Regions from separate parts of the Sus scrofa genome. Here regions 2, 3 and 4 are each linked to region 1. Evidence: chromatin contacts called from public Hi-C data. All regions are on one chromosome and are shown on one strand. The core of a region is the stretch at or near the end of the contact, and the rest is flanking DNA. Distances in the headings are between cores, read along the strand shown. Region 1 holds the start of MYO1E (unconventional myosin-Ie). Region 2 overlaps MYO1E (unconventional myosin-Ie). Region 3 overlaps FAM81A (protein FAM81A). Region 4 overlaps MYO1E (unconventional myosin-Ie).

Region 1 (7,729 bases), core at 1,732-4,231:
ACGGTGTATGTGAAAGGAAAAAGGAACCAAAATTTGCTGACCACTTTTGCACATATTTCATTTCAGACTTACATCAATCTATTTAACAGATAAGGAAACTGAAGCTCAGAGAAATCAAGATCTCACAGCTACTTTGGTGGAAAAGCCAGACTACAAATTCTGGTTTATGAGTATGGAATCCCATAACCTAAGTAGAGCCCACACATAGAAAAAATTCTATATATTTATATTTCAATCTACAAAGGAATACTATTATAGAGGAATTATGTGAAAAACGAACACAAGCAGTTACTTTCATCAAAGTCCCACCTACCAGAGCTGGGAATACTTCTTGAAACTGGAAAGAGATTATTAGGGTGCAAAGAAAAGTAAATGTTAAAAAAAAAACCTTCAAGGAATTCTCATCATTGCTCAGTGGTAACAAACCTGACTAGTATCCATGAGGTTGCAGGTTCCGTCCCTGGCCCTGCTCAGTGTGTTAAGGATCCTGCGTTGCTGAGAGCTGTGGTGTAGGTCACAGATGTGGCTCAGATCCCGAGTGGCTGTGGCTGTGGCTGACCCCTAGCCTGGGAACTTCCATATGCCATGGGTGAGGCCCTAAAAAAACAAAGTCAAAAACAAACAAAAAACCTTAAAGTGGGAGTTCCCATTATGGCTCAGTGGGTTAAGATCCCAACTAGTATCTGTGAGGATGCAGGTTCTTCAATCCCTGGCCTCACTTAGTGAGTTAAGAATCCAGGGTTGCCGCATGTTGTGGCTTGGATCCCACATTGCTGTGGCTGCTGTGGCTGTGACAGAGGCCAGCTGCTGTGGCTGTGACAGAGGCCAGCAGCTGCAGCTCTGATCTGACCACTAGCCTGGGAACTTCCATATGCTGTAGCTGTCGCCTAAAAACAAACAAACAAACAAACAAACAAAAAAACCTCAAACACTATTACAATCAACAAGCAGTATTAAAGAAGTAGGTAAATCCAAGACTGACAGGTTGCTAATAGATTATTAAGAGATTTTCAGTGCCTTGTATCCCTAAGTTAATCTTGGAGAAAGCAATTACATCCTTGCCTCTGTCCCTCCAAGCCCATCTCAGTATGACTACTAATCAGGGTTGACCATGGATGGGATGGTGGCTGAGGCAGTATGTCATTTTCCAACCTAAATACTGTTATTTTTTTAAATTAAAAAAAATTTTTATGGCCACACCCGTGGCATATGGAAGCTCCCAGGCCAGAGATTGAATCTGAGCTATAGCTCTGGCAACACCAGATCCTTTAACGCACTGTACCCACCTGGGGATTGAATTCACACCTCTGCAGTGACCTGAGCTGCTATGGTTGGATTCTTAACCCGCTGTGCCCCAAATAAATAGTGTTTCTTTTGTTACCTATAAGCTCAAATTTCCCTTTGGTAACCGCTGTACATTAGTTCTTAAAATATCTGCTTGAATTTTGAAGCTGACATACCCCTGAGGCATGGAATCACGTTTATGTGAGAATGATGAATCATGACTCTATGTACCTAGCCAATGATCACACCTGTATGGACCTAGTACATAATGAGTACTCAACAGATACCTCCCGGTTTTCTGTCCAGTCTGTGCTACAGAATGCTACCAGATGAATTTCCTACACCTCCAAATGTGGCAGTTCCTTGCACAAAACTACTGCTACTTCTTTTTTTTTTTTTTTTTAATTTAGGGCTGCTCCAGAGGCATATAGAGGCTCCCAGGCTAGGGTGCAAATCAGAGTTTCAGCTGTCCACGACAGCAACATGGGATTCAAGCCACGTCTGCAACCTACACCACAGCTCACAGCAATGCCAGATCTCTGACCCACTGAGCAAGGCCAAGGATCAAACTCTCATCCTTGTGGATATTAGGTGGATTTGTTTCTGCTGCACCACAACAGGAACTCCAAAATTCACCCTTTAAAAATGTACAATTCAGTGGTTTTTAGTATATCCACAAAGTTGTACATGAATCACCACTAATTCCTGAATAGTTTCATCGGTAAAAAAACACATACTCATTAGTAATTACTTTCATCCTCCCCTTCCCCAGGTGCTGGCAATCAATAATTTAGCAATTTCTGTTTCTATGGATTTCCCCATTCTCTACTTTCATATAAAAGGAATCATATAATAGGGGGTCTTTTTTCCTGGCTTCCTTCACTTAATGTTTTCAAGGTTCATGTCAGAACATGCATCAGTACTTTCTTCCTTTTTAATGGCTGAATAATATTTCATTCCATGACTACACACATTTTGTTTACCATTCTAAATGAGGATTTTTTTTTTAATTGAAGTGTGGTTAATTTACAATGCTGTGTTACTTTCTGTGGTATAGACAAGAGGATTTTTAACACCCATTTCAACTCCAGGATCCTCTATTCAGGAGACGGGCAACCAACCAAGTTCATAGAGTATACTACAGTAAATCATTATGCTTCACAGTTTTTCTGAGCCCTGAAGTTTCACAGATCTAGGGAGGACCATCCTCTTATGACCCACCTAGTTTACTTCCTGAACCCTGAAAACAATATCGGACTCTCTACCTTTATTTCAGGATTCTGCTTTTCCCCACCCTAATCTTCTCCTAATTGCCCACCTGATTTCTTGATTGCACTACTAATTGTTCTCAACAGATAAATGTTGACTGAGATTGGATGGCACTTTCTTTCCAGGTCTCTCTCCCCTGGCCCTGGCTCACTGCACGTGCAACTTCTCCATCAAAACTCCCCCTCCTCTCCTCCCCCTCCACAAGCCTTCTTTTGTTTTCCAAGGAAATTCAGGTAAAAAAAAGGGTGGGGGAAACGATATTTTTGACTTTCCTCCCAATCCAGACGTTGGAAAGAAAAAGGATTTCCTTTGGGCTGCTGCCACGGCTCTGATCCTTCTGCTGATAAAATATTTCCTTCTTCAAAAAAAAAAAAAAAAGTACAGGAAAATTATACCACTTCGGCCACACCTACTCCAACTTTCGCGTTTAAAGGAAAAAAATTAGAAGTTTACCTCTCTTTCACAGAGTGGTTTTCTTCCTACCAGTTCAGGTCTGGCAGCCGGGAACGAGCTGGGTCAGCAGCGCTCTTTGGAGGCGGGCTTGGAGGAGGACTACAGGATCCAGAGGGCTTTGGAAACTCCGGCAGCTCCAAGCGTGTTGGCTACTACGGTTTCCCTGAGGAGTGACGATGTGAAAACAAACCCTGATTGGTCAGGCCTGAGCTGAATTCTCCATTTATGGACAGATTGCCCAGCCCGAGCCGAGGCTCAGCCAGAAGAGTACGGAGTAAGTGGCTGAAGAAAGAGCGAGGCAAGGCAGCGAGTCGGAGGCGCGCGGAGCATTGCACTCACCTAGGCGGGCGGCGAGCGCCCAGTCTGAGTGGACCCCGGCCCTGGGCAGCATGCGCCCCTCCTGCTAAGTCGCCTCCTTGTCGCCCTCACCTAGCGCCGCCGATCCTGCCTGGATGGAGTCCCCCAAGGGTTCCCATTGGTTCCTGTGAGTGCTTGGGTGTCGAGAGCCTGTTTTTGGCGTAGGGAACCAACTTTTGAAGTTCGCCCAGGAGACTGCATTCCAGCTCCAGCTCCCCGGCAGCCGGACCGGCAGAAGCGCGACTGCGGCGCGAGTCACCATGGTGAGTTGGCCGCGCGGCGTCCCGGGATGCCTGACCCGGGGATGGGGCAGTTAGCCCTGGCGCAGGGCACCCACCTTGGGCAAGCTGCCGAGCCCATGGTTGAAGAAGGTGGACGCTGGAGTCGGCACGTCCCGAGCCCATATTTCCTGCCGCTTTCCTTTAACCGGGCTGAGGGAGAGGGAGTGGGGGCCAAGGAAAACTTTCTTTCAAGTCGTTTTCGGCGTCGCCAAACTTTTCGTGGCCGGGTGGCTATGGCTGCCAGCTGTCGGAAGCCAGAGTATGGTGAGATCTGCTTTCAGGGGCACCGCCCGCGAAGGGGGTCGCTTTTTTCCTGCTGGGAAGGTGGGGGTGGCCGCCCGCGCCCCTCCGCGCGCGCACGCGCGCTCCTCGCTTGCGGCACCAGCGCCGCCGACCCCCGTTCCTCCCCCGGCTGCCGGCAGCGCCGCAGCTGTCCCGCTAGCATCCGCACGCCCGCGGGGGCGGCGCGGCCGCACAAAGGCAGCGGGGCGCCAGGTAGAGCGAGCACCTGGCGGTGGGCTGGCGGCTGCGGGCGAGATTGCCGATGGGCTGTCCGGAGCCACGCTGGCCTGCGCTTCTCCCGGCGCCCGCCGGGATGGTCTTTGCATCAAAAAGGCCAAGTAAACAGCCCCCTCCCTTCCCCAAGTGTGAGGTGGCTGGCACTTTTCGGGTGTACAGCAAACGTTTCGCACGGAAGGAAGTCGAGTTTTGTGTTCTTTTCCTTTGGCACTTTGGGATCCGATGGAAGTGGCTGGCTCCTTCTCTGTGGTTTCTGACTTTTCCTCTACCCCTGCCTCCCCGCCCCGGCTACCCCGCCCCCAGTACTCTTAGCCGCATCCCTTGGGTTTTGGGCTGGTGTACTTTTCTTTCCGAAACACAAAAGCAAGGACTATTTTGAGAAGATTGGCAGGCCATGGGGTGGGGGGGAGTTCTATTACAAGGCTTCATAGTTTCCACACTTGGTTCTTTTCAAGTAATCCGGTTTAGGTCGATGAACTCGTCCTCTTGGTTTGTTCTGTTGTTTTTTTAGTGACTGTGAAGGTGGTGGTAAGTCAAAATGATAACCAGTACAGCACTAATTTAAAAAATCTATTTGCAGGATCACCCTGAGAGAAATGTAGCAAAGGCCATTGGAACTTAAATACAAAACTGTAATGTAGCCCTTGACCCAGTGCTGTGTTTATTCAAAAGAATGATTAAAAACAAACACAAACCTTTAAAAGGTCGTCCTTGACCAAAGCTTTTTCTTTTCACATAGTCCAACATTTTATCTGTAAATAAGTTTTCTCTTTCAGTTTTATGGTTTAAGAAGAAAGCCCACCCTACATTATTTTTGGAACCCCTCTGGAGAACTCCTCCCTTACACTGAGTGTGTGTTTGGGTGGAGCTACCTAATTGGGCCACTGCCTAATTGGCCACTTGAACTTGAGCAATGTGAGTCTTAGGACTTTAGGATTGCTCTAATTATTTTCCATGGTTCAGTACTTCTTCAAAAAAAAAAAAAAAGTGTTTCTGGAAGAGCTTAAAGAATCTTACTGAATTTAAATACTTGAATGGTACCTTGAGGAAATCACCTTTCCCTTAGGTAACTCATTTTTCATGCTGGAGAGACTAAAAAGTGGTGTAGGGTGCCTTTTCTAGGGACCTGGGAAACTGGACCCTCAACTTGACCCATTGCTGTTGAAGTGGATGGTTGGTGAAGGGGGTGCAGAAGAGGCATGTTCTAAGGAAGACTTTTTTTCCAGAGTGTGTAGGGTGTCTATTGAAGGAAACGGTGTGACTTACCTGTTGATAAGTTCCCTGCCAGCAGCACAGATGGCCGTATTGTGGGCTGCCAGGAGACTATCAGTGCATCCGATATGGTTGCCGAGGCTACGATTCCGTGACAGAAAAGCTGGAACAGCTGGATGTTGTGAAACAGGAGATGTGCCATCCTTCCAGCTACTGGATCTGGAGTAATGTGGAAAAAATTAAGCGAATCATTTCTTCACTGCCTTGGCAAATTAAGTCTGTGCATTAGATATGTCAGGTTGCCTTAGGACCCAACTTTGGTAGCTCAAATAGTCAGAAATCTCAGTTTTATATTTACTATTTGTATTAAGATTCCCTTCGGGCCAAATGAGCCTTCATTTTGTGTTTCACATCTGTCTGAGTCTGCTCAGCTGCATCCCTCAGCTGATTAGAACAGGAAAAGAAGGGGCTTTGCCTCCAGTGGGTGTGGCTTGGTGTCAGCATGGAGAATCTAATTCACCAGGCCCTTGGCACCTGTACTGTGGGTTTCTCTCTCTTCCCTTGTGCACGCTCTCTCTCTCTCAGATCTCTTAGGACATCTGGTAGCACAGGGCACAGGCTCTCCACCTGTACCCAAGGTCCTATCAAGACTCACTCAGTTGTGATTCATAAAGAAGACTGCCATTTTCTGACTCATGAACAAATTGTAAGCTGATAGTTTGCCTCATATCCTTCTCCTGAAAACTCGCTTTGGGACACTCCACCTTTGAAAAAACAAGAACACTACCTGGCAATAGCAATTTGTTTCTTTTCTTTTTTTTTTTTCCGGCAAACTCGAAGAACTGGGGGAAAACAAAACCAAACCCAACTCGTATCTCTGCATGTCCTTATAATTTTAGTATACATTGGTTAGGAGGGTTCACCAATCTCCTTTGACTTTATTATTAATAATAATACCTATCTCAGATTTCCTTGGAATCTGGCTTTGTCATCATCCACAAAGTAAATTCTGCTTTTGTGGCCATGACCGGTTGGACTGTCCAATAGACTGAAACCCATGTCTAGAGCTCGGCTGTATACTTTGGAGCTAGAAATTATGATTCATAAGGCTTTTGTGACTTAGATAAACTGACATATTTGAATACATCTGAATTGGCCACTACCTCAGAATATGTTCCCTTCTTGCATATTCCTTGTAAGTTGCAGATATTACACATAAAAATACACAGGAATAGACTTAGAAACTTAGAAATCTAATGGAACGGACTACAAGGTAGGTAAGTTTCTTTGGGTGAAGGCATGGCATGTGTTTAGAAAGTCTGGAATCCATTTCCAACATGTTTTCTGGGGAAGGTAACCTAGTCCATCCCCACTGATGAGTTTATCAGATTTCTAGGCGTCTCCTGGCCAAAACAATACAGTACAAAACCAAAACAGAAAGGAATGGGATGCAGTCCAGAAAAGTTTTCAAGGAGGTAGAGGGGTTAGGGAAAGAGTGGAATCCAAGACATGGTCTAAGGGCCAATGTGGGTGGGCCAGCCTAGTGGGAGGTGTTTGGCTAGCCCAGGGCAAGGAGTGGATGGAAGAGATGGGGAAGTGGATGAAGCAGATAGTTAGAGAAGCTAAAAGCCACTTCCTCCTTAGTTTTGCTGGGCATTTCACCTTTTTTTTTTTTTTTTTTTTCTTTTTTGAGGGGAGGGAGTGGATTGATTTCAGCTTTACCAGTAGTTGTAAAGTCACATGTCTACAGAGGCCAGGATACAGTTTTTAATGGCATGAGGCTGGCTTCTGGAGAGTAAATATAGAACAAATGCCCAAAAGAGGCATGGTTACTTGCGCCTGGGCTGTGGTCACATTGACCATATTGCCAAATTGTCTGGTTTTTCAAGAGAAGCTGGGAAAGCAGATTTTTTATGCCAGACCTGACAATTTTTAAAAGGGTGATGATGATCACTGAGGGCCCAAACAGGTCAGTTCTTTGCAGCTAGTCAGTTGTGAATCTCTGTGCTTTCTGGGAACCACAGTGCTTTCTTCCATTCACTCAGCAGTGGGAATATCTAAATTTAAGCCACATACCCCGTAACGGCATTAGATTTTTACTGATACATCCACACCTTCCCTCCCATAAGAGAGGGAGTTGCCTGGTATTTTCAGCCCATGGACTCTCTAAGCTATTAAACAGCAGCAATCTGCAGCCAGCTGCTACCATTTGGAGCTGTGAGTGGTGAGGCTGTAAATTGAACTTCTCTTTTTCTTATCCCTTCAACTCCCTCCTCCAATGGAAATGCATCCCCCCCACCTCCATATTGCATGGTGGACCTCTTTTATTACTCCTTTCCCTGAAAGAGACCTCA
Region 2 (7,729 bases), core at 2,059-4,558, 100 kb after region 1:
ATCTGGGCTTATTATCATTAAAGGGTTTCAATCATTTCTATGTAAAAGACTTATGGCACACAGAAGCTAGCAGTTGATGGACCAGAAGACCTGAAGAGTTGGCTGCGGGATATGGATCTGGGCGGCCAAGCTTTGGACCTTATTTTTCATGACCTTGGTGACCTTATGAAAGTTTTGTGATCTGTGCTCCTTGACTTGCTCATCTGTAGAATGGGAGTGATAAAATCTGCATGAGGCTGTTATAGGGTTAAATGAAATAATGAATGCGCGAGTACACAGTAAGCATTCGTTGTTATTAGCATACACTTAGGCAAGTGTATAAGTTTCTGGCCTATTTCTGAGTTACGTTCTAAAATTCAATTGTAAAGTTGCTTATTGGACATTCAAATGCATTTTACCATAGAAACTTTTAAGTGGATAATTGGTTTATTGACAAGCCCATAAAAGGCTAATTTCCAATGAATGTAGTTGAACACATTATTTTTTGGAATGTTCTTAGAATGTGGGCTCAGCTTATTACATTATTTACGTGGATGTGGTTTTTGATCAGCAGAGTATGAAAAGAAGAAAAATGTCAGTGGTTGTCAGCAGCCAGTCCAGTATCAACCCAGACAGACTCGCCTAAAATGCTAAAAACTTCTAAGAATAGGGACTATGTTATATATATATATCTTTTAAGAAGCAAAGTTTAAAAAAAAAATCACTCTAGGGAGTTCCCGTTTTGGCACAGCAGAAACGAATCCTACTAGTATCCATGGGGATGCGGATTCGAACCCTGGCCTCGCTCAGTGTGTCGGGGATTCAGTGTTACCATGAGCTGTGGTGTCAGTCACAGACTGCATTGCTGTGGCTGTTGCATAGGCCAGCAGCTGCAGCTCCGATTGGACCCCTAGCCTGGGAACTTCCATGTGCTGCAGGTGTGACCCTAAAAAGCAGAAAACAAAAACAAAACAAAACTCTTTAAAGCAGTACATGTTCCTTGAACATGAGTTACAAAATGCCATCAGCCAGAAAGGCAAACACTAAAATCCCCCAGAATCCTATCATATAACATTTGTTCCTATTAACCTCTTGTATATTTTCCAATTTTATCACACGCAGACATATGTATACATATATTTGCCTTGTTAATTTTAGCTAAAAAATGGCATCATCCTGTCTTGTTTATTTCTTAGTTTCCTGCATAACCCTTGGCATAGTGTGTTACATTAAATGTTCATTGAAGATATGTTGCCTACGAAGACTTGCTTTTTATATTCAGACAGCAGAATTTTAAAGTGACTCACACAGAGGAGGCTGACGCCTAGTCTTTGAATTCATGTCTTTGAATCAGTGACTAACTGATCGTGTGTTCTACCAAGGAAATGAGTTAGTTGACCACTAATAGACTTCGCGTTGTAGACATCTCTGCCCACTCAGTATATGAGAAACTCGGCATCAGTGTGCTTTTCAGCAATAGCACAGAGCAGCCTTCAGCTTTGAGGGGGCATGATGGATCTGGTGGATGTTTATGAAATAATACCAAGGGCCTAGCTGCAAATCTTTTCCTCTGAGAAGTAATAAAAGCCTCCTTTTTCAGTTCCATGCCAAGGGAATATTATTATGAAAGAGTAGCATTATTTTAAAGGAGTTTTTCCCTCCCTCTCTCTCCCAAGCTTAATAGTTAAGAAGAGATTTGATTTTACATTAAGTTAAAGAACTGCTCATTTTTACCTCTTCAGCATCTAATACCAGCACCTTGTCTTGTACTGAAGATCAGCATTTGGGACAATCAGTTGTTAATACAGTCAGGCTAACTGCAGATTTCTTTGATCCGCGTTAGAAAAAAGGACCTCCTTAGGGAGTTCCCGTCGTGGCTCAGTGGTTAACGAATCTGACTAGGAACCATGAGGTCGCGGGTTCGGTCCCTGTCCTTACTCAGTGGGTTAAAGGATCTGGCATTGCTGTGAGCTGTGGTGTAGTTTGCAGACGAGGCTTGGATCCCGTGTTGCTGTGGCTCTGGCGTAGGCTGGTGGCTACAGCTCCGATTCGACTAGCCTGGGAACCTCCATATGCCGCGGGAGAGGCCCTAGAAAAGGCAAAAAGGCAAAAAAAAAAGAAAAATAAAAAGAAAAAAGGACCTCCTTAGAATGCTAACATTGTTAACCAATAAAAACTCGTTTTTTTTTCAGCCAAGTAGCCTAAGACCAGAAAGGTTTAATTTACTATTTTTCCTGAATGTTGCCACACTTTCCACAATTACATTCTCAAATGTAGGAGGAAAAGTCTGCTTAGCAAGACATCATTGATAGCCACCTGCCTGACAAAAGTTCCTGGGCAAAGCACTCCATGCTCATTTGGTCCAACTTTCTCCAATCTTATCTTCACTCGAAGACCACACTCAAGCATGCTCAGCATTTTCAGCCCTTGAATTAGGAGCTGAGGCACTTGTGCCAGACCAACTGGAGCTTAAGGCAGCACTGTTGTTCCCAGTGAAGTTTGGCCCTTGGTGGTCAGTCTGTGATGGGAGGTTGGGGGTGGGGACCATCACTGCAGTGAGATGACTGTGGGTCTGGCAGCTGGAGCCTGGGGCTCAAGTTCCAGCTCCATCAGCTCCACCTATGTGACTTCACCAGAGTCACCTCCCCTCCCTGCCGCATCTCAGTGATAAATATAGGGAGGTCGGGTAGATGAGTATGGGCAGTTTGGGGGAATTCACTGGGTATTAAAATGTTTTTTAAAAAGTTAAAGTCTACCTAAGAAGACCATTAAAAACAAATTTACAAAAGCTGCACTACCATCACATTTTATAAAAGAAAGACTACCTGAACACCCACAAAGTAGAAAGGAAATAATCTAAGAGGAAAGCAGGGTCCTTTATATTGAATCAACTGGACCTCATAAAAAAAAATTCAGGGCACTCTTTCTGTTTTTGTCCTTCTTGCTGCAGATCGTCGATAGCTCATGAATCATGGACAAACATTTGGAACCAGTCAATTAAAGTTCAGTAGGGTCTCTTATGTCTCATGTAGTCTGTTCAATAAGAATGCGTTTCGTTTATTTTATTTATTTATTTTCTGGCCACCCTGCAGTATTTGGAGTTCCCCAACCAAAGCTGTAGGAATGCCAGATCCTTAACCCACTGTACAGGCTGGTAATCAAACCTGTGTCCCCGGGCTCCCAAGAGGCTGCAGATCCCCTTGTGCCACAGCAGGGACTGTTTTTTGTTTTGCTTTGTTTTTTTAAAGTCTGTGTATCTCCATACAGTTTGAAAATTAACCTTTGGCCACACCTTCCTAGCCAAAGGTTATGTGGGTAGAGTCAATGACGGAATAGCTTTTTCCAGAGGCACACCTGCATTATGCAGCAGAGAGTGGGAGTGAGTATTTGAGTTATCTGAAGAAGGGGCCCCACCCAGTAGATGATCTGTGCTCTCAGGGAAATGACTCAGGCAAGTGAGAAAAATGTTTGTTTCCTTTCAATTCTAAACCAGATTCTCTTGTGTCAATTCTGATTCAGGTACATTTGTAACTACTTAGCATAGACCCCAACTACATCATCCATTTCAAACCAAACTTTATATTTTTCAGGGTTTTGCCAAATAATATTGCCCTTGAGACCCTCTACTCTTTAGGGGATGGCTGTAGTTTCCCTCTTCTTTTTTTTTTTTGCTATTTCTTTGGGCCACTCCCGCGGCATATGGAGGTTCCCAGGCTAGGGGTCGAATCGGAGCTGTAGCCACTGGCCTACGCCAGAGCCACAGCAACGCAGGATCCGAGCCGCGTCTGCAACCTACACCACAGCTCACGGCAACGCCGGATCGTTAACCCACTGAGCAAGGGCAGGAATCGAACCCGCAACCTCATGGTTCCTAGTCGGATTCGTTAACCACTGCGCCACGATGGGAACTCCAGTTTCCCTCTTCTTATCTGAGTCCTTTGATTCAAGATTGGCCAAAGAAAAACCCGAAGAGGTTTTTTCTTTGAGTGTCTTCTTACCAGAATTTATGTAGACTACTAAGTGAAAATCAAGGTTTGACAAGATGTGTCTTCACACAGCAGGTTATTAGCAGTTAAAAAAAAAAAAATGTTGTTCCTATGGGAGCTCTCGTATAAGCCAATCCAAATTTATTTATTGGGGAACCAAGGTGGGCAGGTGATGCCTTTGGCTCCTGTCCTCTGGCAGCTCTTAATTCTCTGAATTCAATGATCAATTTGTCTAGGATAGGTGGCAGTCACAGCATTCCCTTTACAATGGAGACAGAAGCACCATCCTCCATGGAAAGATCATATTCATCCAAGATTGTTTTTACTTGGGGGTAGTTAAGGACATCTTCCTCTTTTGAAATATGGATGGCCATAGCAGTGCTGTATTTCTTAAATACTGAGCTTACTGTTAGAACTACTCTATTTGTGTAGGATGAGAACCATAATGAGTGCAAACCTCATTCATTCAGTATTGATTGAGTCCCTTCCATATGGAAAGAATACTTTAAAATCAACTAAGGGAGATAGAGTTTTGAGTACTCAGAGAGTTACAGAATCTAAGTTACAACAGAGCATAGAGCGCTTTAATAGAAACCCCTCCAGGAGTTCCTGTCGTGGCTCAGTGATTAATAAACCCAACTAGTATCCATGAGGATGCGGGTTCAATCCCTGGCCCCCACCAGTGGGTTAAGGATCCAGCATTGCCATTAGCTGTGGTTTAGGTCGCATACATACACAGCTTGGATCCTGAGTTGCTGTGGTGTAGGCTGGCAGCTGTAGATAAAATTCAGAATACCTGGTTAGATTTGCATTTTAGATAAATAACAAAGAACTTTTTTTTTTTTTTTTTTCTATAAGTATGTCCCAAGTATTGCTGGGGCATACTTATTTGGGACATGTATATACTAAAAAAAATTATTCATTGTTTGAAACTCAAATTTAACTGGGTATTCTGTATTTTATTTGCCAAAAGTGGCAAATAATTACCAATAGTAAGAATAATAACAACATATGCTAATTGTAGGAAAACATTGTAACTTTCAAGTGTGGACTCTAGATGAAGCATGCCTGGCTTTGAATCATAGTTCTGCCACTTACTAGCTTGCAACTTGAGCAAGTTTTAAAATTTTTCGATGCCTCAGTTTTCTCCTAGTAAAATAGGATTAAAATAGTAATGGGGTTATCTTTAGGAGTTTAGATTAGTGCTGTGTATACATATGTGTGTTTTATCAGTGTTTGTTTTTATCATCAACACTTACTGAGTCTTGGCTATAATATCATGGATACTTCTTACTTGCTTAATAGTTCTAACAATAAATTTATCTGTTCTAAATTTCACTTCAAATAAGTTGGCCACTTATCTGTTGTTGGTCTCATCTGACATTGGCACTTGGAAACACATTTGCTCTTAGCATTTCTTCTGTGCTCTTTAGTGATTTTCAATTATGATTCACTGCATTATCAGCATTTTCTTAGTTTCATGAACTGGCCCCAGACCAGTGCTGGGTGCATCTTGGTGTGCTATGAAAATGGACCCCATCTTCTCTACTACCATTTCATGTCCAATCCTTTCAAGTCAGAAGATCTTTCTGTTCAATGAAAAAGCAAGCAACATTGTAGCTAAGCATTTCCCGTTCTCACTGTCATGTTTAAATATTAATTTTAAAATATTATATGATGCACTCCATACTTGGCTCATTTGTGTTCAATAGGAATACAAACACTGCATCGCAAGAGAAGTTAACATGACAAAACGTGCAGCCTAAAGTATATGAATTGAGGAAATTGCCTCTACTACATACCAAACGTTGTGCTGGGCATTTTATACTGTTTCATTTAATTCTCAAAAGAAGCCTTGCAGGTAGGTCCTATTTATTCCATCATCCAATAACTACAGCTTAGAGATGTGACTTGCCCAAGATTAGAGAGGAACCTGGTGTGGTGAGCTAATAAGCAATCTGACTGGATTGCCTGTGCTGCTCCATTTGACACTCAGGTCCTAATGTATAAATGTATGTTTGCCTTTTGGGAAGGAAATCTCATAGGTTTTACATCCTTAACTGCAAAGTTTCTAAGTATTTTGAAATTGTTGATTAAAAGAAATAATTTCGAGTACATATATGTTTTTTTGTTTGTTGTTGTTTGCTTTTTTTTTTTTTTTTCTTTTTTTAACTCCACAAGAGCAGGGAGTTTTTGTCATTCTGTTTTGTCCACTGTGGTTTATCCCCAGCCTCTGGAGCAATGCCTGGTATATTGTAGGTAATCAATTCAAACTAGTTGACTGTTGAATGATAAATGAAAGTATTTTGTATGTTATAATAACACTTCATTTATTTGGGCATATGTAACCTGTTCTCTTTTGAGGGGCCTTCCTGGGTTCCTTAAACAGAAATAACCTTCTTCCCTTAAACCTGATCTATTTGGGTTTGTAATTTTCTGTTCTGAATATGACTTATGGATACAATTCAGTTCTCCATAGCTTCTAAAGAAGAGGACTCTTCAGTTCAGCTTAAATCCTTCTATTTGTTAAACAAGTAAATATGTTTTTAATAAACCAAAGAGATAGGAAAGTTCCAAGGGGAAAATATCATTTAAAAAGAGGAATTAGAACATTCTTTTCACTCCTTGATCACTTGTTTTGTTTTTTCCTAGCTGTGCATGTCACCAGTCTTGAAAGACTGTGCTTCAATTCATGTAAAATAATGATTTCTTTTAGTAGCACCTTGGTAATTAAGTTCATTACTCTTCCTGAAGAAAAAGAAAACATGAACTAGTTGGTAGTTGCTTTTGTTTTTATTTGTAATATTTTGGAAGACAAGCACCTGAGCTTTTCCCGGAGACAGTTTTTTTTTGGGGGGGGCACTACTGCCGCATGCGGAAGTTCCTGGGCCAGGGATCGAAACTGTGCTACAACAGCAACCCCAGCCACTGCAGTGACAAGGCTGGATCATTAACCCACTGCACCACAAGAGATCTCCCTCATTATGAATTCTTGATAACATCTGGTTATTTAATTTGAAAAAATGTGTAGCTGTGAAGATTAACGATAGACCTTAACTGGATTTAAATTCAGACATATATAGGATCCGTATTAATCTCAGTCAACCCTTTCAAGCAGATGCCATATTTTGGGGAAAAGGAAATTGAGATGTACCAAGGAGCGGTAAGTTACACACCACATAATTTACTGTAGTCTTTGGGGGCTTTTATGAGGCATGGGTAGTTTTTCTTGAAGTTGGCAATACATTTGCATTTTCTTATGAATTATTTATTGAGGAAGCTCAAGTAGGTGATATTGTTTGATTTTTAATGATGTGCTACTCTTTCGAGTACAGCTCAGAAAAGCATAGGACTATTAGTATTGGAACATTACATACCAAATCAGCTACATGGACTTAACAGCTTCAGGCATTTTCTTTCTTCCACTTTTCGCAAAAATCTAAGGACTGAAACAGTCAGTAATTGGTGAAAAATCAAATAGGGCCACGGAAACGATTCTTTCCAAATCACTTAAGCTGTGGCTAAGACTGGCACATGAAAAGTGATTGTTTTAAATCACTTCGTGTATTAAAGTGACCCTGATCTCTATTCAGACTCAGCTCCACAGCCATTTCAGCTGTGTGATAAAAATAGAATCTGTAATCCTATTTCATCTATTTCATGGCTGTGGCTCCTCACTTCCTCAGGTCTCCCCATCTCTGCATCTTTTTCCTTTCCCTCTTTCCTTCACAGCAGAAGCACAAGAGCCTTCATTAATCCTGACC
Region 3 (7,729 bases), core at 3,438-5,937, 81 kb before region 1:
TTAGGTTCAATCTGTGGCCTCAATCAGTGGGTTAAGGATCTGGTGTTTCATTTCAGTCTCCGTTCACATGCCACATCATAACCCCACCACCCTTCCTAAAATAGCCCATCAATCACTCTCCATCATATTATCTTATCAGAGCCCTGGACTTAGGTTGAAATTACCTTGGCTACTCAGGGTTTACTCTTGCAATCCCCACTAGAATGTGCAGCACACCTAAAAGCAAGGCCATGTATGTCTGGGTCATTACTTTAGCCCCAGTGGCTCTATTAATGCCTGGCTGTCAGCAGATGGCTGAGTAATTTATCATTTATTTTAGCTCCATGTTCCAGGGTTTGATCTTCCACACTGAAGGCTCAGAGATTTTATCTAACTGCTGCCTAGAGATGATCAGGTCCCAAAGATGGAGTCAGACAAGCTAAAATGTATTAGAGACAAGGGCAGACCAAAACACCAATTTGTTTACTTACATTGAAAAACCTCTATGAGATATTCAGAAATAAACAAATATTCAAATTCCATTCAATTCACTATCTTCTCCCCCTAGATCCAAGCCACATGACAAACCAAGTCTAGTGGGTAAAGTTTTTTAAAAAATGAATTTGGCAGCAGTATTTACAATGGCCAAGACATGGAAGCAACCTTAACATCCATCAGACGAATGGAGAAAGAAGATACGGTACACATTTACAATGGAATACTACTCAGCCTTGAAAAAGAAGGAAATAAAGCCATTTTCAGCAACATGGATGGACCTAGAAAATATCATACTAAGTGAAGTAAGTCAGACAGAGAAAGACCAAAGATTTTAAGAGATCACCAATATGTGGAATCTAATAAAAATGATACCAAAAAATTTGTTCATAAAACCGAAACAGACTCAAAGATTTCGAAAACAAGCTTATGATTACCAAAGGGAAATGCTGAGGGGAGGGATAAATTAGGAGGTCGAGACTGACATATACACACTACTATATATACAGAGAATGGATGAGTAACAAGGACCTGCTGTAGAGCACAGGGAACTCTCTACTCAGTACTCTGCAGTGACCTGTGTAGGAAAAGAATATGAAAAGGCATGGATATAGGTATATGTATAACTGATTCACTTTGCTGTACGTCTAAAATGAACACAACATTGTAAGTCAACTATACACTGATAAAATTTTTTTGAAAAATGAATTTGGATAATATGGTAGTTAATCATCTGCCATTCTGACTGGGGCCATGGGATGCGCGAACAGCTAGATAAACATTATTTCTGGGTGTGTCTAGAAGAGATAAGCATTTGAGTTGGTGAACTTAGTAAAGCAGAAGGGTCCCCAGTGTGCGGAGGCAGCATCCAATCCACCATGTCCCATAATAGAGAAAAAGAGAGAAGGAAGGTGGACTTCACTTTCTGCCTGACTGAGCTGGGACCCTGATCTGCCCTCAGCACTCCAGGTCTTCAGATGTGGATTGGAATCTACACTATTGGTCTCTGGCTCTCAGGCCTTCAAATCATCTCACTGCCTTTTCTGGTTCTCTAGCTTGCAGACAGCAGATGGCGGACCTTCTCAGTCTCCATAATCATACAAGCAGATACCTTATAGTATATACAGTCTATTGATCCTATTTTTTGGAGGTCACTGACTAATACAGATGATAATCCTCAAAGTCCCTCTCCTAATATACCTATTCCAATAGGACAAGATCATGCAGCTCAAAGCTGAAATGCCCTTTCTAGGTAAATCTATAAAGCCCAGTAGCCAAGACTCTCTCCTCACTGACAATGCTAAATTCACAATGAACCAAGTTCTTGTCTGTCCACCCAATCCAACGTGTTAACATCATTTATAACATGCTAATAAGGCCCAGCTCGGTACACATCACTTGAGTTCAGAAAATTCTTCAATAGATGATTGGCAAATTATTAGGCTAGAAAACTACATATAATCTAGTCAACTAGATAAGGACTTGATACATTTTCCCATTCCCCAACTAGGTCAAAGCCAACACCCAAGTCAGCAGGACATTATGAAGGCTGAAGGCTGAGTACATGGACACCAGGAGAAGGTCTGCAGATTCTAACCAGCCAAGCAGCAGACCCCACTGCCTAAGTACCCAAAAGCCAAAGACATGGTGAAAGCCCTAAGGGGACGTGGGGGTCCCAACCACTTCCCTAAGCCGTCAAACTGGCAGGAAAGGGAAAGCTTACCAACACAAGGGCCAAGGACTATCTACCAGGACTTGGCTCCCAGGGACTGATGAGAGCTTAAATCAAAGACCACTAGGACAATCCAAACATGTATAATTCATAGCTGACTACATTACCTCTTCTGAATTTATAATGATGGTGATACTTTGTGGAAAGTTTCTAAGGAATAAATAATTGATAACATACTCCACATAGCAAGGTAAAATGCTAATAGAGACAATAAGTTGGATGTATTGAAACAAGAGATTCTTTCATTCAACATTAATCGAGCACCTACTATATACTAGCACACATGAGTCATCTGTTTTAACACTGGAATCTGCTGATAGAATATGGGCAATAATTATAGAGTTCTTCAAGAGCCAAGGAACCCAGAGGTTTTCATTATAAAAAGATTTCTTGAGTTCCTACTACGCTCTAGACACTGTGTGGATGCTAAAAATTGAAAAATTAAGACTCAGTTCTAGCTCCTGAAGATCACACAGGCTAGTAGTTTGACAATATATTTTATTTTTCTTCCTGTGTATAACTGTGTGTAGAGGCACTTATTGAGGGCAAATTTATCAAGATGGAGTATTAACTTATCTCAATTTGACTGGATCCATCAGGAGCCTGGAGTGAGCTGTACATGTTGAGAATGGTTTGAGCTTTAGTTTTATGATACAAAATTACTCGCAGGGGCAGATTTTTACAAAACAAATACCCAGGAAAATTTTACTGAGGAATGGAAAAGCCAGTGCAAACAAGTAATGAAAATAATTTAAAAACAGGCAAACTTACGGAAATAATTCATTAACAATCTATGAAAAAAAAAATACCCTCCATATCATTTAAATACAATTTGAATATCTTCACATCTCTTTGCTTTAAATATGCATGTTGCCTTTGCATAATACTCACACTTCTAATTTTATACTGCTTATAAATAAAAACTTCCTTTTAGAACTTTTAAAAATTTTAAATTACACCCTGATTTCATTTTGAGTTTGGCTACAATGTGGCAATTCTGATGTCTCATTAAGCATCCTAATTTTGGTCATGTTTGGGTAAACATGCTTAGCCTCACAATATACATAAAACTATGTAATTAGTGTTTCATAGAGGAGGCTATTAAACTTCCAAACTTCCTCTGTTACTTTATTAAGATATGTAGATATTACCAGTTATAAAAAAGTAAATGCTCATATGTGCAAAGTAAATTTTTTTTACCAGAATTAGATTTTACTCAGTTTTCCCTCTTTACAAAGGAAACCATCTATTCATTTGCAAACTGCACACTCCAAAAATATATGTAAATGGAAGAGTGCTGTCTGGTTAAGGGAAGAATAATGATTACATAAAATGTGTTTCAGATGGAAAAACAGCAGAACTAAGATTATTTTAAAACTTACTGCCTTATCATACTAAGTGAAGTAAGCCAGACAGAGAAAGACAAACATCATATGATGTCACTTATATGGGGAATCTAAAAAAAATCACACAGAAGAACTTATCTAAAAAACAGAAACTCACAGATTTCAAAACCAAACTTATGGTTGCCATGGGGGAAAGCCATTGAGGGGAAGGAAGAACAGGGAGGGTGGGAAAAACACATGCACACTGTAGTGCAAAATAGATGATTGATGAGAACCTACTGTATAACACAGGACAATCCACTCAATAGTTTGCAATAACTGATACAGGAAAAAAGAATGGATATATTTATATGTATGACTTTGCTGTACACCTGAAGCTAATACAACATTGCAAATCAACTATATTTCAATAAAATTAAGTTAAAAAGCCTCACTGCACCGTAAATTATTTTTTTTAATGGTCTTAAATACACATGAAAGAATAATCATGTTAAAACCACATATTAAAGGAAAATAATAGCAAAAGCCTAAGTGATTGATGACTTTGGATTGCTTGGTATGTTTGCTACTAACTCTAATTACCTAAGCAGTTCAGTGAACTCACACCAAAGGAATGAGGGGGGCAGGGGAGAACTCAGTGAGAGGTAAAGCTTCAATTACCTAGTTTCATGAAGAAATTCTTTCTGAAGGGGTAGAAATACTCAGAAAGCAAAGAATGACTCACTAGCACTGCCTGTCACATTTGAGAGTTGGTTACCTAAGATGGGGGTTCTAGAGGGGCTTCCAAGAGGCAAAGCAGAAAGTGAAGGGAGCTTATCTTTAGAGCGTTTAGTCTGGGTTTAGTCTAAGCACTGCCACTTACTGGCCTTGAGATCTCAAGAGGTCTCTTCACTTCCCTGGGCCTCGGAAACCTCATTGGAAAAGGATATGATTTGCACAAATGACCTCAGGGTCTCCCCTAGTTCTTTTTGCTACCAGGAGATCTGCAACGGTCCAGTCTCTGAATTGGGCATTTACTCAGTTAATAAGCATTCATGGCATTTTGCTCCAAACATTGTGCTGGACATGAGAAGATAAGTAAGACAAGTAAGCCCTTTCTTTTTGAAGGGTTTCCCAATCTATCAAGGGATATAGACTTATAAAGAAACAATGTCAAACCTATCCAGCAAATGCTATGGTAACAGTGGCAAGTGCCTGGTGTCCAAGATACATTAAGAGGAAAAGAATTGAGGCAAGGGAGGGAACTGGTAGAGAGGGCTTCCCAGAATGAGGGACGTATTAAACAGCACTGCAGGCTCATATTATATATTTGAAATGGTATTTGAATATATTTGGAAATTACATATTTTAAATAGTTCTCATCAGTGGATTAGTACATAATAGCTACCAAAGGGGAAATTATTCCCCAGATCCCACAGCTGCAGCTAAAGTACTATCGCCTCTTTCGCTGACCGAAAAAATTCAGTCCAGGGTTTTCAAAGTACCCACAGGGAAATGCTGAGCATGGAAAGAAGGGAGAGGTCACACCATTTTCTAACATGAACCATACAGTGTTTGCATCTTTGGCCAGGCCTGTGGCATGCAGAGGTTCCTGAGCCAGGGATGGAACCCATGCCATAGCAGCAAGCAGAGCTGCTGAAGTGCCAACACTGGATCCTTAACCTACTGCACCACAAGAGAACTCCATGTGTGCATCTTTTTAATGACACACTTCGTGACACTGGTTGAGGGAACAGGAACCTGAGAACCATTATTTACCCCAATCACTCTGATTTTATCTATTATCCTATCTAGATTTGAGTGGGGGCTATCAGCCCCCAATATATCTCTAACTCTTTTCAAAATCGCAATGTTTAAGTTTGGGTTCTTTAATTCTGCGAAGGTGCCAACTTGGGGTTGCCAAGTTATTCAGCTTCTGGGATAAAACTGCTTTAGCACTCAAATATAAAACTGGAAAGATCATTCTAAGTATAGACACCACCTTCCAAAAACAAGTAAATTATCTACAGCAATCTCTGAAGTATTCTATGCCCCTCTGATACCATTAAAGTTCTTCAACTGCTGGCAACTGAACCTGACTCTGGATAACTTAGGTGGAAAACTCGGAATTTATTGGACAGAAATGGGAAGAAGTACACACAATCAAGAGGGCAGCTAGGGATCCAGACTGAGAAAAATACAGCAGAAATACTTCCTAGGGTCTAGGCAGCAGGAACCACTGCCCAGCATCCTACAGGCACAGCTGCAGGGAAAGTACTTGTCCTTAGATCACTCTGGTCGGGACTCCAGTTCCAGGAAGTGAGAGTCTCGATGCTCTGGTGTGTATTATGGACTCCAAGCCTCATTAACTAAAAAGGTGATAAAGCCCCTTGAGTAAGAGCAACCCAGTCTATATCCAATAGAGGAAATATAAACTCAAAGGGGAATCAAATTGCTGTGATCCAAAGAAATTGGAAGGGATGCCATTAGTCACCAAAGCAACACAGATCCACTACATTTCCTTCCCACAAACACATGGTCCTTTCCTTTAAGTATCAAAAGAACTAAAGACCAGAAAGTTTAGAACCCCGAAGACAATGGACTTCAACTAGTATACAATTCTGAGCAAATCTCTGTCCTTAGGACACGTATATGGTGATTTTAAAGGACAGTGGAAACTGTTACGTATTGTGATACATCCAGGACCTCCCTTAGGTATAAGTCGAACGGGAATTATCCAAAAAAGGGAAATTGACTAAGGAAATGGTAGCCATAAAAGATCTGTAATAGCTATATTAATAGCAGACCAAAGAAACTTTAAGACAAAAATATTACTAGACATAGAGGCATTTTACAATGATAGATTAATCACTACATTAGGAAAATATACACATTATAAGCATATATGTATGTAAGAACAAAAGCCCCAAAATACATGAAGCAAAACTGACAGGACGGAATGGAGAAATAAACAATGCAAAAATAAGAGTTCAACATTTACATAATAATAATTTTGTAAAAAGGAGTTCCCATCATGGCTCAGTGGAAACAAACCCGATTAGCATCCATGAGGATGCGGGTTCTATCCCTGGCCCCACTCAGTAGGTTAAGGACCTGGTGTTGCCATGAGCTGCAGTATAGGTCATAGAAGTGGCTCAGGTCTAGTGTCCCTAGCCTGGGAACTTCTACATGCCACAGGTACGGCCCTAAAAGGACATACACACACACACACACACACACACACACACACACGTCTCAGTAAATTTAAAGAAATTAAAAATACATAAAGTATGTTATCTGTCCATGTGGAATTATATGAGCGACATACAATAGAAATAAATTTGAGGAAATCTCAAATATTTGGGAATTAAACAACACATTTCTAAGTAACACATAGGCCAAAAAAGAAATCACAAGGGAAATCTAATAATACTTTGAACTGAATGAAACCAAAACAAACAAACAAAAAAAACCCCACATACCAAAACTCACAGAAGCAGTTAAAGCAGTGCTTAGAGGATATTTTATTGCTTTAAACATGGTTATCAGAAAAGAAGAAAGATCTCAAACCAATTACCTAAGCTTCCACCTTAAGAAGCTAGAGAGATAAAAAAACAAACTAAATCAAAGCAAACAGAGAAAAAGGAAATTATATAGAGTTGAAACCAGTGAAATAGAAAATAAAAGCAATGGAAAAAATTAAAATCAAGGGTTGATTCTTTGAAATAATTAAGAACTCCACATTAAGATGGAACATCTCCCCAATTGATCTGTATATTTAAAGTAATCTCTGCCAAATTCTTAGCAGGCTTTTTAGAAACTGATAAGCTAATCCCCCCCCCCTTTTTTTTTTTGCTTTTTAGGACCACACTTGTGGCATATGGAAGTTCCCAGGCTAGGGGTCAAATCAGAGCTGTAACTGCTGGCCTGTACCACAGCCACAGCCACGTGGGACCTGAGCCACATCTGTGACCTATACCACAGCTCAAGGCAACACCGGATCTTTAACCCACTGAGCAAGGCCAGGGATTGAACCCACATCTTCATAGATACTAGGTGGGTTCATAATCCGCTGAGTCACAATGGGAACTAATCCTAAACTTTATATAAAAATGCAAAGCACTTGGAATAGATGAAGCTATTTTGAAAAGAGGAGGATTTACACTACATTATTTCAAAATGTATGTAAAGCTAGAAC
Region 4 (7,729 bases), core at 3,714-6,213, 72 kb after region 1:
TGGCAACTGATTCTACCAGTCTGATTTAGACGTGATTGGAGAATGAAATTGAAGACTTTGTTTGCAGCCTGGAGCTTACCTGTTAAGCTGGATGGTTTCTCGAAAAACCAACCAGAGGGTCACGTTTTCTTTTATGTACATAAGGGAATCAGTTAATAACAGTAGAAAGCTTGGAGTGATGCCGAGGAGTGTTCCCTTTCTCCACTCTGGAGATGCCCTGGGCGAGCAGGTTAAAGGCTCAGGTGCCCTGGCCACGCTGTTATTCGCTTTTGGACAGAAGTGGGCATGTCCCGACCAATCCTTAGCTTTCAACACTGTCTTTATATTTTGAATTGGCAAGAGTCTTTTATTTGCCTTCAATGCCTTATCTTTACATATGTGTAGACCTTGTCTATTCCATGTATCATGCGCTTTATACCTCATTGTTCAGTGTAAATTTAGTAAAACAGTCTCAGAGGAGCACCAAGCACTGTGCTAGGTGGACTCTGGGAATATGGAGAAAGGGGACAGAGTTCCCTGTCCACGTGGTACTCATTTAGAGTAGAATTGAGTCAGAGAAAAGTTGTATTTATTATAGCTCATTAATGTCAAGACAGCGTATCAAGTTCTCTTGTGGCGCAGCAAGTTAAGGATCCAGTGTTGTCAGAGCAACTTGGGTTGCTGCTGTGGAGCATGTTCAATCCCTGGTCTGGGAACTTCCACGTGCAGCGGGCATAGCCAAAAAAAAAGAAAAAAGAAAAAAGAAAAGGACAGCCTATCAGATCAGTCTTTGAGATGAGCCCCAGGTTTAGCACGTTTCTCTTCATGGCCCTTTGAGTTTGGTTGTGACATTCTTTTCATGGATGAGGTAAGTGAGACCAGGTGGCCTTCAGTGGCTGCTGAGGTCACCCTGCTAAGTGCTGGCCTTTTCCTCCCGTCACTCTTGCCTGCTCAGCATGCTTTCACAGCACGCTGCTGTGTCAAGGTGCCAGATGAATGTCTCTGTTGATTGTATAGAAATTAAATTCAGGGTCAACTCTTCTCTCATCATCTTGGAAAGTGCCTTAGTTATCTAGACACATCTCCTAAATCTTAGTTCACTTCCCTAGCCAACTCATCTCTTCATTGGCATGACGGTTTCTGTTAAGTTCAAGGTGTACTGTTCCTAACCTGTTCGTGCTTTACCTTTCCTCATAGCAGATGCTCATCCTGCCCAGGACTTGCCTGGGGACTGAGCCAGATCCTATCCCTGTTACATCAGTGGAAGCTTTACATCAGGGGCACTGGACATGTTCACCCATTTTTAGGTATTCTTTGCATTTTTTTTTTTTTGAAATAATTTTGAGAAAGAGGGAAGATACATTTTGCAAAGTGTATCATAATTAGTCGGAAGGCATAAATTGAGAGAAATTAAGAAATTGTATCCCCAATTCTCTCCTGATTATTACGAGTTATCACAATAAGTCATTTATGTGGCACCAGTTTACAAAGGACTTCCTGTCTTTTCTCAGTGGTCCCCTACAAACAACCGCAAGAGGCTGGGGCCACCCAGCCAGTGAGTGGCAGGAGAGGAAATATCAGTCTGTTCTTCAGGCTCCCAGTCCTCGGCTTTTGCTCTCTGCCAGGTCATGGCAGAGTATGGACTTAGTGATAATAAACTTGGCTCAAGTGCTAAGAAGGGTTGTTACTCACTTACTCCTCCCAGCATCCAAGAGAGTCTTCTCTATTATAAGTGATAGCCTCCAGCATTTAGCCCTGAAGATGGGTGCTGGGGGTCCTAAGTCTTTTCACCAAATTCCAGGCTCCTGTTAAGTCCCTGAGGTGCAGGAAAAGTGCATCACAAATGAAGGGTGGCTTTAAGGGTAATTTTAACCCTTTTGCAATAGATTAGGGTAAGATTTCCTCAGAACCAGAGCACTTCAGAGGAAAGAGAAGGAAACTCTAGTGACTGCCAAGTTGTCATAATAAAAATGTGGAACTTATCCATTTTTAAGTGCTCAGATGTAAACATACACAGTAATTTGGAGTCCAGATTTTCCTCCAAAGAGAAGGCTTCCTGGGTTGTTGTGTGTATGAACTAATGTAGGTTCTTAATGAAGGAGACATTTTAAACAAATCCTGAGGGTTTATATGCTGTCACTGCTCAAATGTAAAAAGAAAAAAGAAAAAGTGGTATAAAATAAACCCTCTCAAAGAGTGTTTCTATTACTCTTGTTACGGCGATTATGATTTGGTCATTTGGATATTCTCTTAGAGCTAGGCTATGAGCCTTCAACAAAAACCTGCCTAGTGAGTTCCCTGGTGGCTCTGTGACCCGGCGTTGTCACTGATGTCGCTCAGGTTGCTGCTGTGATGTGATCCCTGGCCCAGGAACCTTTACATGCTGGGGGCATGACCAAAAAAAGGAAAGCCTGCCCAAATTCTTCATAACCACACCTCCACCCCAGATGGGCATTTTTGGAGTTTCCTTTTAAATTAGAACCCTGGAAGGTTTATAGCTAGAAGGCCTTCACAGGATTGCAGATCTATGTGCTAGCTTATTGTCTTCAGCAAGCTTCAACTTCCTTTTACATCATGTGTCCCACTTCCAGATTTTCAAAACAGTGACCTCATCAGGGGTAGCTGCACTTCCTCCTGTGATTAAGTCTGAGAAGGGGTGGGTGGGAAGGGTGGGTGGTTGAGAGTAATGTGGGGACTGTTACATGGTTTCACCCATTGGTAGCGTCTTTAGCTGGTAAAGACTTAGGAAATGTGGGGTGGCCTTCGGCATGGGCAGGCCTGCCAGAACCCTGGGAACAGGAAAACCCAGTCCACCCTCAGCCTTTCTCCAAGGACTGGTCTTGCCAGACCTACTGGTTGGGAAGAGCTGCCCTCGATTATCTAGGAGAGATTCAAGGGGAGCCAAAGCCCAGGCAGTTAACACTTAGTGCTTTTCCTGCTGATAAATTATGGAGTAGCCAGTTGGTCTGTGGGAAACAGTTGCGCAAATGCCTTTTCAGCTTCTCAGTGGCAACAGGATCTGTGTGACAGACCTCTTACATTACGTCAAAGATTTAGGAATTCCAGTTAGGGTCTTTATTTATTTATTTATTTATTTATTTATTTATTTATTTATTCTCATTTTAGGGCCACACCTGCAGCGTATGGAGGTTCCCAGGCTAGGGGTCGAATCAGAGCTATAGCCCCTGATCAGAGCTATAGCCCCTGGCCTAGCGGCAGCCACAGACATACCAGATCCAATCCACGTCTGCCACCTGCACCACAGCTCATAACAATGCCGGATCCTCAACCCATTGAGCAATGCCAGGGATCAAACCTGCATCCTCATGAATGCTAGTCGGATTTCTGCTGAGCCACGACAGGAACTCTTCCAGTTAGAATCTCTAAAACCTCATGGCTGGTTTACCTCACACCAAATTGCTGAGTCTTAAAGCTGGGCATTGAGGTTTTTTTTTTTTTTTTGGTTTTTTGTTTGTTTGTTTGTTTTTTTAGCAATGTTTGAGGTGTTAAGGAACAGTTTTTAGAGAAAATCTAGTCAACTTAATTTAAATGGAATAAATGGTGATTAGAGCAGATCATTGGCAGAGCTTGGGTTAGTGTTTCTTTTTTTCCAATAAGAGGCCTTCACATATTTATTACTGAGGCAAAGCGCCATGCAGAAACACTAACACAAAGAGAATCCATTTCCTGATATATCCAGCTGTGGCTGTGCTATTTTCAGTGTGATATGGTAAGATGCAAGTGACCGCCACACAACAGAATTATGTGTGCCACCTCACGCGCAGAGCCTCCTTATAGACCCAGCTAGTTCTTCTCCAATGTCTTCAAGTTGTACCTGGATTTTATTACCAGTTTGCCTTCGAATCCATTGGGGGATGGGACAATTCTGCTTTTGCTTCTTGGCCAGGAATCGCTTGATCCTGCAAGTCTTGTGAGAAGACATGGAGAGGAGCTAATTCAACTGCACATAGGATGGCGGAGAAGAGAAGAGAGCTTGGGCTGGTGTTTCTAAAACGAAATTAACTACAGAGTTCTTGGTTGAGAATTCCTTTGTCCACAAAGATCAATGATTTGTGTGGCTTCTCAGCTTGCCTGGCAGCCAGGGGTAAGATTTCACAATCAGGTGTGAAGTGCATTCGCATTCTTTTAACTGGTAGTCACCAGCTCATTCACTATTTTTATGTAATAAAAGAACTGAACGTTATGTCAACAAAATTTATTCTCCATACTGGAACTATATAGATCACTGGACACTTAAGTAATTTGTCAATTTTTCTATCTTAAAAAAAAAATGATATCCCCAGGGCCTGGCATAATACCTTGCACAGGATTTTTGTTCATTTGTTTGTTTTAGGGCAGGGTTAAAATGGTTAAATCAGTGAATGACTAAATGAAAAATATAGGATAAGGTTCAGGAAAAAGACTACAAGAGCACAGTTGCTATTAAAAGAATGCCGTCGGACTTCCCACTGTGGTGCCACAGGATGGGTGGTGTCTCTGGAGCGCTGGGACTCAGGTTCAATCCCTAGCCTGGTACAGTGGGTTAAGGATCCGGCACTGCCGCACCTGCGGCATATATCACAACTGCGGCTCAGATCTTATCCCTGGCCTGGGAACTCATATGCCAGAGGGCAGCCAAAAAAGAGAAAAAGAAAAAGAAAGAATGCCATCCCTGAAGTTGGTATTATCAATGCCAACTCTCATTATGTTTATGAATCTTTAGGAGTTTTGGAGTATACTACCAATACTTTATCATTGCCCATTCCTCTAGTTAGGAGAAGAAAAATCTTAAGTGTAAACTTATCTTTGTAGTGGTATTTCAGCAATATTTATGAGAGCTACATGTACATTTCAGGAATGGGCTCCAGGCTTGTGCAATATTGACACCGCAAGGAGAATTTTTGATCTCCGAATAAGTTCTCTGGCCTTCCTCTCTGTGCTAATTTGCTGAAGAAATAGTTTGGGCTTCTTTCCAAGGTTCTGTTCCAGCCACTCTGATTGTGGAAGTGGCCATCTACTGGTGGCTCTTGTAGAATAAAGTCCTCTGAGGTAACATTTATTTCCCCACAATAATATTTAGTAGAAAGGAAATGTTGGCTATCTCAGATGGTAGTAGATTCCCTCATGGGAACAGGAATGGCTGGAATTGAAGGTCAGGCATAAAAAAGGTCTTCCCTCTTTGCGGCTTAAGAACAACTGTTGGCCAGCTCTTTGAACTGCCTGGTTGGACCTCATCTTTCTCACACGTGTTGTTCTTTGCCCTTGACCCACTTGTTCCCCACTTGGCTTGAAGCTCTCTGGTCCAAAAGGACTGACTTCACACCTGCCTTTCGAATAGGTATTCATTCAACAGCACTGAAGCTAAAAAAGAGTAGGGACAGGATTAGAGTGGAGATGAGGCTGACAGGCACAGCGATGGAGGGAAGCAGAGACAGACATCCCACACATAACAGTTTTGCATACGGACAGACCTGTCTTGTCTGCATCTTTCCACAGGGCCGTCTGGGCCATGAAGAGTCACCTTGACTCACATTTCTGGTTTTCAGTTCAGCTTCTAGGAATGCCTTATTTTACACTCTGTGGAGGTTGACCTCGGTGTCACAGGTGACAACGGCAGCCACGCAGCCAACTCAGTCTATTTAGAACCCAGCAGGTGTGAGAGAACCAGCCACCATCTCTTAGAAGCTCACTGAGAGAGTCCATAACCCTTGTGTGTGTGAAACAACCAGCTTCCGAGAGTAACGCGTTCTCCCTGGGTGCCAGATAACTAGACCTAAAATTTTAATTATACCAAAGCTGTTTGTCAGAGGTGGACCAGGAATGGGGTATTTACATAGTCTCAATGCATTAAAGCATCTCCCCACAAATTATTTAGCAGTTACAACAGGGAAGAAAGAAAAATTGTGTAGTGGAGAAATGGGACACTACTTAATGCAGTGATAAAAATGAGTATCGCCCACAAACATGACGTACTTCAGGTGTGATACCATGAGAAAGACACAAAATTACTAGCATAGCATGCAAAAGCTGATTCTATATAGAAGCAAACAGCACACAAACCCAGACTGAGAGAATTCTGTATGATAACTGGCCAGAAATCTTTAAAATGTCAACATAATAAAAGGCAAAGGAGGAGTTCCCTTCATGACTCAGTGGTTAATGAATCTGACTAGGAACCATGAGGATGCGGGTTTGATCCCTGGCTTCGCTCAGTGGGTTAAGGATCCGGTGTTGCCGTGAGCTATGGTATAGGTCACAGACACAGCTCGGATCTGATGTTGCTGTGGCTGTGGGGTAGGCTGGCGGCTACAGCTCTGATTAGACCCCCTAGCCTGGCCCTATAAAGAAAAAAAAAAAAAAAAAGACAAAGGAAAGCTGAAAACCTGTTAGAAGTTAAAGGAAACCAAACAAATAGGAAAACTCAATGCAACACGTGATCCTGCACCAGGAGAAAAAAATTCTTGTTGGAGGACTTTATCAGGATAATTGATAAACTGGAATATTGACTTGGATGAAAAGTTTCATGTTGATTTTATATTTCCTGAAGTTGTTTATGCTGGTTATGTAAGAAAATTCCAATCTTGGGGAACACATCCTGAAATATTAAGGAATAAAAGAGCGTGATGTATACAACCTATTTTTAAATGGCTTAGATTAAAAATATATGCATATATAGAGAGAGACGGACAGAGAGGGACAGAGAAAGGGGACGCGAATGTGACAAAAATGTTACAAATGAGTAGCAAGTATAATCATTCTTTTCTTTTTTTACTTTTCTGAAATGCTGAAATTATTTCAAAAGAAAAGTTTTGTTAAAAACATACTTTGTTTATTCTACCATCAAAAACAAACACACTGAACAAAATCCCCGCTTGTGGAGTTCCCAGTGTGGCTCAGTGGGTTAAGAATATGACTAGTATCCATGAGGATGCAGATTCCATCCCTGGCCTTGCTCAATGGCTTCTGGTGTTGCTGATAGCTAAGTTGTAGGTCACGGACACAGCTTGAATCTGGTGTTGCTGTGGCTGTAGCATATGCCAGCAGCCGCAGCTCCAATTTGACCCCTAGGCTGGGAACCTCCATATGCCATAGGTGCGGCCCTAAAAAAAATTATCAGTTGTCTCAACCACCCTGGGATGGGTCAGCAATCAGCTGAAAGCTGTGGAAAGACTTCTTCCCTTTCTGCCCCTGATCCTAAGTCATGTTGGCAGATGTGGACGATTCCCGCAGAGACACCAACCAGCAGGTCCCATGTCTATTTCAAGGGCACAGGCTCAGGGAAACTGCTGGGCGAGACGGCTCCTCTCCTGTCTTGGCCCCAGAGAGCCAAGAATTCCCTCAACAGTAAGGGTGGCTGCAAATTGAGGTCAGTAGGAAAACAGATCTGTTTCGGGTTGTAATGTTGCACATAATGTGATGAGTGAACAGAAAAGAATGTCCCCCAGTGAAGGGATGGCCTGTGAACTCCGGGTCTGGTTCTGCATATTCTTATGATGCCCAACATCGAAAACAGGAAACATCAGTTAAAATGGGAAATCGCTGTGGGCTGAATTACTGTAATTCCTCATCTTACTTAGAAGTTGGCATGGAGTAGGCCTTCATCCACCGCCTGACGTCTCCTGCTTTTCCACGCCTTGATAATTTTGCCCTTTCTTAAGGGTGGTGCATTACCAAGCAAAAAGGCTTTTAGGCTGGAATTGCTACCTTTAAGTATGCTTAGAAATGGTGTTTTTAAAGAGCTGTTTGTTTT

Evidence for each region. Hi-C and Micro-C count contacts between places; a contact is called where the count stands out from the background.
Region 2: a contact with region 1 is called in a Hi-C map of liver, with 2.4 times the contacts expected there. The contact joins the enhancer-like site here to the promoter of MYO1E in region 1. A contact is called at or near these places in 4 of 47 Hi-C or Micro-C datasets (embryonic fibroblasts, epiblast stem cells, liver and 1 more).
Region 3: a Hi-C map of fibroblasts shows a contact between it and region 1, with 2.7 times the contacts expected there. The contact joins the enhancer-like site here to the promoter of MYO1E in region 1. A contact is called at or near these places in 1 of 5 promoter capture datasets (liver), 14 of 47 Hi-C or Micro-C datasets (brain, embryonic fibroblasts, fetal heart ventricle and 7 more) and 1 of 2 datasets of contacts at active chromatin or transcription factors (skeletal muscle).
Region 4: a Hi-C map of liver shows a contact between it and region 1, with 6 times the contacts expected there. The contact joins the enhancer-like site here to the promoter of MYO1E in region 1. A contact is called at or near these places in 11 of 47 Hi-C or Micro-C datasets (alveolar macrophages, brain, embryonic fibroblasts and 5 more) and 2 of 2 datasets of contacts at active chromatin or transcription factors (alveolar macrophages and skeletal muscle).

Annotation. Positions count from the first base shown.
Region 1 is chr1:112,674,564-112,682,292 of Sscrofa11.1, forward strand. It overlaps MYO1E (unconventional myosin-Ie), which reads left to right and starts at 2,982. Exons shown (of 28, transcript XM_003353343.5): 1 at 2,982-3,626. The coding sequence starts at 3,624. It overlaps FAM81A (protein FAM81A), which reads right to left and starts at 3,112. Exons shown (of 9, transcript XM_005659549.3): 1 at 3,007-3,112.
Region 2 is chr1:112,775,998-112,783,726 of Sscrofa11.1, forward strand. MYO1E (unconventional myosin-Ie) reads left to right here. Exons shown (of 28, transcript XM_003353343.5): 3 at 7,039-7,128. Among named protein-coding and RNA genes, the nearest start is that of FAM81A, 100 kb to the left of the region's middle. Within about 2 kb of position 3,309, at least 14 of the 83 cell types and tissues checked have an H3K27ac peak or open chromatin away from gene starts, as enhancers often do. A contact at or near this core is called in liver, where this site is marked.
Region 3 is chr1:112,591,419-112,599,147 of Sscrofa11.1, forward strand. All of the region lies in intron 3 of FAM81A (protein FAM81A), which reads right to left. Among named protein-coding and RNA genes, the nearest start is that of GCNT3, 54 kb to the left of the region's middle. Within about 2 kb of position 4,688, at least 11 of the 83 cell types and tissues checked have an H3K27ac peak or open chromatin away from gene starts, as enhancers often do. A contact at or near this core is called in embryonic fibroblasts, where this site is marked.
Region 4 is chr1:112,744,763-112,752,491 of Sscrofa11.1, forward strand. All of the region lies in intron 1 of MYO1E (unconventional myosin-Ie), which reads left to right. Among named protein-coding and RNA genes, the nearest start is that of FAM81A, 71 kb to the left of the region's middle. Within about 2 kb of position 4,964, at least 5 of the 83 cell types and tissues checked have an H3K27ac peak or open chromatin away from gene starts, as enhancers often do. A contact at or near this core is called in alveolar macrophages and liver, where this site is marked.